2 separate regions of the Muntiacus reevesi genome follow, and region 1 is linked to region 2. A link is a contact called in public Hi-C data. All regions are on one chromosome and are shown on one strand. The core of a region is the stretch at or near the end of the contact, and the rest is flanking DNA. Distances in the headings are between cores, read along the strand shown.

Region 1 (3,848 bases), core at 377-2,876, 190 kb after region 2:
GTTTAAACAGGGGGCTATAAAAGATGTAACAGATGCAAACTGTAACACAAGGGCCATTAACCCTTTCTCTGCCGACTACACTCGGTCCCCACGCCCCGCACCTATTGTCTCCTGTGCTAGAAGCTTTGCGGAAAACCTGGAAAGTGAGTATCAGTTTCCACACATTTGCTGAGAGGGGTAAGGGCGGGGGGGGGGGGGGGGGTTGCAGAGAGAAAGGGAAGTAAATGATTTAGAAAGCACCTTGAATTTAACCTAGGCATAGTGGCAGCCTTTTAAGTTTGACACATTTTGTCATGTCTTGGCTCTCCTGTGGATTTGAAATTGTTGGGAAAAATCCTGAAATACAGAAATGGACACACAAGTGTCTGGGAAGAAACAGCTGGCCTGTCTGTATTCCTGCTGAGACTTACGCACGATTGCATATAAATACATGTTTAATAAAGTAAGCTGCTAGTTTTATGAGCATGTGTGTGTGAGGGACAGACAGGGCATTTGTGCTGTAAACTTTATCTTTGCCTGTTATTTCTAACTCTGGAGTTAGTAATCTTACCTTCATCATTATAGGGGGAGCATGTGAAATATGTAAGTAGGTGGGAGACACACATTCATGTTAACCGGGATCACCCCTGTTCCTGGGAACTCCTGCTATCTCGACTTTTCAGTGCCAAAGTATGGAATGGGATATTTGAGTGTATCTTCTGTCTCTATATGACTTTGCCACTGGAAATACAATTTCAAAAGTTATCCTTAATTTAAAACCCTAACATCCTGACGGCAGTTTTCTTCCCAGCTGTAGTGAGCCCCCCCCTTTGGTAAACGACTCAAGTTCCATGAGGACTTTCACTTCTTTATTTATCATCACAGAAGTGAGGTGTTACTTCACATATATACACACACAAAGAATGAAATAAAGAAATGAAACTCGCTAAGCAGACAAAAACAGGCAACTTTCTACTTAGAAAACAGCCTTCTTCGGTGGGAAAGGTTGGACTGCCATATCTAAGAGAAAGACTTGCTCCCGAATTTGGTAGGTTTGTGTCCATCAAGTTTTGTAATTATTAACAGGTATTTGCCAAGTTTTAATTGCTGAATACAATGAATTGGAACTAGACGTGAAAACAGAGCAAAATCTCTCCCCTTGAAGAGTTTTTATTCCAACCATACAGTTCTCAATAAAACTTTTCCAAGGCTGGGTAGTAAAAGGCACCTTTGGTTACCTGAATGGACAGGTACAGGGCAAATTATTTGGGGGAGGAAAAAAAGGGGAGAAAAAGAAGGAGAGAGACAGAAGGAGTGCGAGAAAAATCGAAGAAGTCACTCTTGGGAAAAGCTTCCCATAAAGGAGCTAAACCCACCTGAAATTCCTACCCACAGACACTCCTCACTTTAGACTCACATCCCCACTTAAAAGGAGAAAATCATAAAAGGAAGGTGGGGGGGGTGACCATGCCAAAAAGGAATAAAAAGAGAGAAAAGGGGGAAAAAAAAACCTACCTGCGAAGTCTTGTTTGTAGTTTTGGCCAGAAATGGTGAGAAGAAAAAGCATGAAGAAGCCGCGAAGTGTGGGGGAGAAAAAGGTGGAAGCGAAGAAACAGCTCCCGGAGCAAACTGTACAAAACCTCGCCAAGAGTGTCTGGAGGCAGGACCGTTATTCCTGCGGAGCAGGTTAGAACTGATCTCTTTCGGCCACTCCAGGAAACACAAACCTGGGGACGGACTGACGTGTTACGCCTCTTCTAATGACATTTTTTTCTTTTTCTTTTCTGTAGGAGAGAGAGAGACCCTGAAACACGCGCCACCTATCTTTGTGGGGAGGGATAATTGAAGCGCCCTGAGCGTGAGCATCATGTGAAAACGTGATCGCCAAGTTTCTCTCTGGGAAAGGATCTGGGATAGATTATACCTTGAAGTCTCCGCAAACGCTTTAGTGGAAGAAATGAAATTCCACCTCCCTCCCTTCCTCTCTCCCTCCCTCTCGCCTCCCTCCCTCCCTCCCTCCCTCTCTTCTCCACGCCCCCCCTCCCGCCCCCCCCCCCCCACCGTCAAGCCTTTGGCATCATTATCCTCATCACTAAATCCTACAGAGTACAGGGCGGAAAACGGTGCACACCATTCACAGAACTGGAGAACTCTAAGGGGCGAAAGTTAAAGGGAAAGATCCCGGTTCCTCAATCCACATCGCCTCTTCTTATACAGATATCTCTAATAACCAGATTTGAGATGCACATTAAGTTGTGTGGATTTCTCAGCACGGTTTCTGGAACTAAATTTTTTGCCCTTTCTCGTATTATTATTATTATTATTATTTTCTTTCAAGATGCCAGAGCCAGAGGGGGGAAAATTGCTGTATGTGAGCTGCATTTTAGGGCATGTGTGTTGGGGTGTGTGTATGTGATGAACTTCTGGATTGGATCCCAATACTAAAAAGTGGGTTGGCATTTTTAAAAAGGGTCTCTAAGTAAATTAACATAGAGCGCTGAGTTGACCGATCTCTGAATCTCTCTGCATCTCAAGGAGACCTCACTACAAAGTGAGGGAGTGTGTGGAGGGAGGCAGGAGGAAAAGGAGAAAGGCCATAGAGGAATTTAGCAGGGAAGGAAGAGCACGATATTAAACGGCATGGGGTCTAAGTTTTGGAGTATATATTTTTTGATATTGCAATTAAAGTAAAATTAAAAAGAAAAGACTCCACCTTTGCTCTGAAGGGATTGGTTATGTAAATATGGAAGGGATTTCCTGGAGAATACAGCTTTCTACTGTATGGTTAATTAAATAATCACTCAAAAGCTTCCAACGTGACGCTTCTGTCGTAATCCAATCAGGTTACATAGGTCCTAAACAAGAAAGATATTTTCCACATCTGGAAGTCAGCAATTTAGCAAGTACTGCACATTATTAACCAATTCAGAGCCTACTTCCCAGGGGAATTTTTTTTGAAGTTTAAGTGTTCTTAACCAATGCTCTGCTGTTTTGTTAATCAAAAAGCTGGTTTACACTGCACATAATTGGAACTAATATAGAAGTAAATAAAGACAGCCAAATTTGAGGATGCTGAGCACAGGCATTTATCGGAAAAGGAAGAAATCTCTTAGCCTCCAGTGGTTCAGGCTCAATTTCTTAAAGAACTGTGAGGCTTTTTTTTTTTTTTTTTTTTAAAGAGTGAAAGTGCTTGTGAACCTCAGAGCACAAATAAACTTTCAGTCCCACAGTCTTGGACTTCTTTGCAAAGGTAAAGGTGGAGGTGTCAAGAGGACTGAAGGACAGCCTCATGCCATATTTTTTTTTTCTGCTTTAATATTGTTAATATGTTACAGCCCCCAGTTTTCAGTCTGATGAAACCTGAAACAAATAACACCCTGATCCAACACTAGACTTTTACTCACATTAAGATAAACTGCTTTGAACTGTACTTTGAATGTGTGCCTAAAGCAAGACTTTGAATGCAAGAGTCACTGGCAATTGCACTCAAGAGGAGGGAAAAGCCAGCCCTTGGTTTGCCCCATCCACATCCCAGAGGTGCGCAGCTTTGTATTTTGTATGTTTATTGGGGAGGGGGCAATAGCCACCCAGCATGACCACAACCAATACTTACTTTAGGATGTGAGGAAGTACATTTTCACAGTTGATTACAGACTCACCTCTTTGCTACCTTAAGCATTTATTACAATGAGAATCATCTCCCCCACCCCACTCAGATAATTTACTTATAGAGGAGCATTCGAGATCACCAGCCTAAAATTTAATAATAAAAAAAAGAAAATTAAAAGATTTCCACCATGGGTCAGGCACATTCTCAGTTTTATGCTTTACATTTCTTTAATATTCCTATCTCTATAAATATATGACTT
Region 2 (3,899 bases), core at 187-2,686:
TACTCCTCCCACCCTCTATACTAAAACTGTTTCTTTAAAACAAGATCCTAAGGAAAATGCATAATGAAAGGCAGTGTGAGCTGAGGAGACTATTCCACTTCAAACCTGGAACGCACTAATTAAAATTCGGTATTACACTTTGTATGTGGGTTCCTACATGAAACTCCCGCCATGCTTTAGTTTAAGGTTAAACAGGTTAATAGAATCCAATAAAATGGCTCTATTGAATTATACTGGATTTCTTTGAGCAGCTCCTTTACCTGACCATTCTGTTGAGCTTTAAAATCAACTTCAGGGGTAGCACCCAGGAACCAAGGCGAGCCACGGCTCACGGGGGCTGCACTCTGCAACCCACCTCATGTGGAAAATCACCGTCAACGCACGTTTTCCACTTCGAACTGTGATACGGTGGAGGAAAAAGTGCATAGCCTTCTCTTTGAACCTCCCATCACACTGCCTCCAGGCGCTAACTTAAGAATTATCTCGAAGATAATCTAATGCAGTACAGTTCTCAGAAGACTCTATAAAGTTGCCTTCGCCAGAGAGGAGAAAGGGGGAAAAAAAAAAAAAAAAAAACCTCGCCCGAGACTAAAGGTTAAATTACTATAGTACTGCAACTTCGCTGTTGGGTACGTGTCTGGATTTACAGGATTAATTCCGAGGACATTTCCACCAGGACAAACTGCCTGGAGCCCGATTAGAACAAAGTGTATGCTGGATCCTCACAGGAGAGAAGCGGGGGTGCTCAGAGTGCGTGAGGTCGTTAAGTCTCCGCAGAGTAAGTCAGGGGCTCCTGAGGTCAGGAAACTGAGGGCAATAATTGGGCCAGACGCCAAGGGTCCTTCAGGCAGGCCTGCGGCCGCGCGGCGCGAAGGACCACCGGCCCGGCCGTCTCCAGATCAGCGAGGAGGGCCCTAGGGCCGAGCCCGGGAACCTGGCCCCCTCCTCCCGGCCAGGAGGCGACGCAACCCCACCCACTCCCGCGGCAGAGCGAAGAGGCGGCAGCGGCGCGCGGAGCTGCGGGAAGCCGGCCCGCAGAAAACGCAGAACCCAAGAAAAGGGAGTCAGAAAATGGCCAGTGTGCAGCAGGACTGAGACGCAGCAGGCCGGGCGCCCGGCTCGGGGCGCGCGGCTGCCGCGGCACCGCCAGTGCAGCGCGTGCGCCCGGGAAGCACGCCGCCCGCGCGGCCCTCAGCTCCGCCCTCCCCTCCCCCGGCTCCCTGCGCCGCCGCCGCCGCCAAAACCCCTCTGGGAACTCCGAGCCGCGCGGCCCCGCGAGGCGGGCGCCTTGGAGCGGAGGGGAGGGGCTGCGCTCCCCGCCTCCCCGCCGGCCCGCGCGGCTCCCCAGCCCGGAGCCTACTCACCTCCTCCTCCTCCTCCTAGTCTCTCCCTCCTGGCCACCGGCGCGGCCCAGCCGGCGACGCGCTGACGCCGGGCCCCTCCCCCGCGGCCGCAGCCGCCGCCGCCGCCGCCCCGCCCGGCCCGCGGCCGCAGCGGCCTCGGGGCGCGTCAGGCGCATGCCCCGCCCACTGGGTCCGCCCACGCGCTCAAGACCCCGCCTCCAGCGCCGCCGGGACGCTGCGGGTCCCTGACTCAGCGGCCGCTCCCGCCTTCTGGAGATTACCACGTGTGAGCTCTGGACCCCCGCACCTCTTTACCTGTTCACTGCCCGAAGACCTCGCTTTGCCGCCCACCTTTCCCATCTCCGGGCCGCACCCCTGTCTTCCCCTGAAGGTTTTTAGTACTCTTTCCTCAACCCCTAATTTGGTTGTAAGCTCTCATGCCTTCTTTTCTTTCTAGAAGATCTTCGCTGCTCACTGGGTCAGCCTCAGTTTGCAGTTTCTTGCCAGTCCCTTCTCTCCTGGTCCCCGTTCCTCTCCCCTGCCTGCTGGAGCCTCAGGGTCCCCGCACGGACTGGACTTCTTCCCTGCCCCCGCTACCTGCCGTGCAGCTCCCACCTCCTGAGCGCCTGCTCTGCCAGCGCGTTCTAATTTCCCTCCCTCTGGTCACCTCGGAACCCTGTGGAAAGGCTCGCTTCTTTCTTTACCTACAATTTGAGCGTCTTTTCTGTTCTCACTGCTCCAAATACTTCAGATGCAGTGTCGGAGTTAAACAAATGCATATGCGCGACCCCACTCACCTGAATAGTCTCTGAAGTAGTTAAAAATCACAAAACTGGGTCTTCCCTGATTGTCCAGTTGCTAAGACTTGGTCCTTCCAGTGCAGGAGGCTTGGGTTCGATTCATGCTCAGGGAACTAGATCTGGCATGCACAAAGTAAAAAAGGATCCTGAATGCTACAATAATGATGGAAGATCCCAATTACCACAACTAAGACCCAGTGCAGACAAATAAAGTATTTAAAAAAATCCCAAACCTGAGCAATAGCAGTGATGACAATCTTAGACTTGCATGGGTCCCATCCAATCTTTTTCTGTGCATTAACATATTAAATGACACAGGTCCTGTTGGGGATTAAAGTTCACACATTTTGCCTGTTGTTTTCTCTGCAATCTAACCTCACTTTAGCTCTTTTATTTTTAAAATTCATATTCAGCAGAAGAGCACCAGGATCTTTTAGATCTGTTTTCTTACCTGTAAAAGGAGGAATGTGCTTCTTCCACATTTCAATTTCTGTGATTCCGAATCAAAGTGTTTTGTATTTGGAAAGCTCTTGTGGGTTAAATGAGTTAGAAGGCAGCAAAACATGCAAATGTAGCTAGAACTCTGGTAACTTCATTTTAAAAACTGCAACTTGGAAGAGTTGGGCTGTGATGTGGAAATGAATTAAACATAACAAAATGAGGGAAACTGATTAGGCCTTTGGAGCTACATCCACAAGTTGCTTTAAATTATGTGAGTAAACATTATTATCCTTAAATTGAAGAGTAAAAACTATCTTACATTCTAAACAAAATCCAGGCTCAATGTAGACCCTTGAAGTTTAAAACCATTGTTGAACTGAACAACAGCATTATAAGCATGTAAAAGCCTAATCAACCATCTGTCCATCCCCTTTAACACAAATTGGGAAACAGAAAACTATAAATGCCAAAAGCTGAAAGTGAGTGTTCCTAAAAACACATAAAGCTAGTAAATCCTATCCGTGGAACAAGTATAAGAAGAACTAACTCCAAAGGCTATGGCTGCCATTTCACTGCACTGGAAATCCAGTCTTACAATGTTATAATTGCTTATCTAGTCCTTAATATCATCTGGAGTCTAATCTTTTCATTTTACAGTTGAAGAACTGACATCCAGAAAGGGTAAATACTACTCAGTATTACCCAGATTAATTGGAAACAAAGTCAGAATTCAAACTCAGATCTTCTGACTCACATATCTGCCAGCATCTGGGTTATAGTCACTAGTCACATAAAGTTATTATACATCAGAGGTCTTTGACTCTGCAGTTTTTCCTACATGGCCTAAGTGATGTATGAAATTATACATGGCGTTAACTAGGAAAGTTTTGCTATCAGAGGTCATATCGTCCCACTGATTTCAACCATCCCTTTTGCATAAGCTCCATCTCACCTGGTCAGGGTTCATCTTTGTTCCAAGCAATTCTGGCCAGGACACTGGGGTCATGTCACAGCCAAAACACATTCATCCTTGGAGGTGCCAAGAGCTGTGCATGATTGTAAGTATTATGAAGTCCCTATTGCCAAGAAAATTACAACAGTACTATGGAAATAAAATATGAAATATAAAGTAATAAATAATTCATAATTAATAACAAAGGATTCAATTATAGAATCCAAATCTTAAATTGGAAATTAACCATGTAGATTAAGGGATGCCTTCTTAAAAGACAACAAAGGGAAATGTAAAATCTGGATTTGGTTTATAGGGAAAAGGTAAAGGAAACTGCTTGAACAAAGGCCCTGGGGAAAAAAT

What was found. Hi-C and Micro-C count contacts between places; a contact is called where the count stands out from the background.
Region 1: a contact with region 2 is called in a Hi-C map of blood, with 2.5 times the contacts expected there. The contact joins the promoter of ZEB2 here to the promoter of GTDC1 in region 2. A contact is called at or near these places in 2 of 3 Hi-C or Micro-C datasets (blood and muscle).

The regions. Positions count from the first base shown.
Region 1 is chr3:219,726,045-219,729,892 of mMunRee1.1, forward strand. ZEB2 (zinc finger E-box binding homeobox 2) reads right to left here and starts at 1,627. Exons shown (of 10, transcript XM_065931488.1): 1 at 1,495-1,627.
Region 2 is chr3:219,532,817-219,536,715 of mMunRee1.1, forward strand. GTDC1 (glycosyltransferase like domain containing 1) reads right to left here and starts at 1,437. Exons shown (of 13, transcript XM_065931478.1): 1 at 1,365-1,437.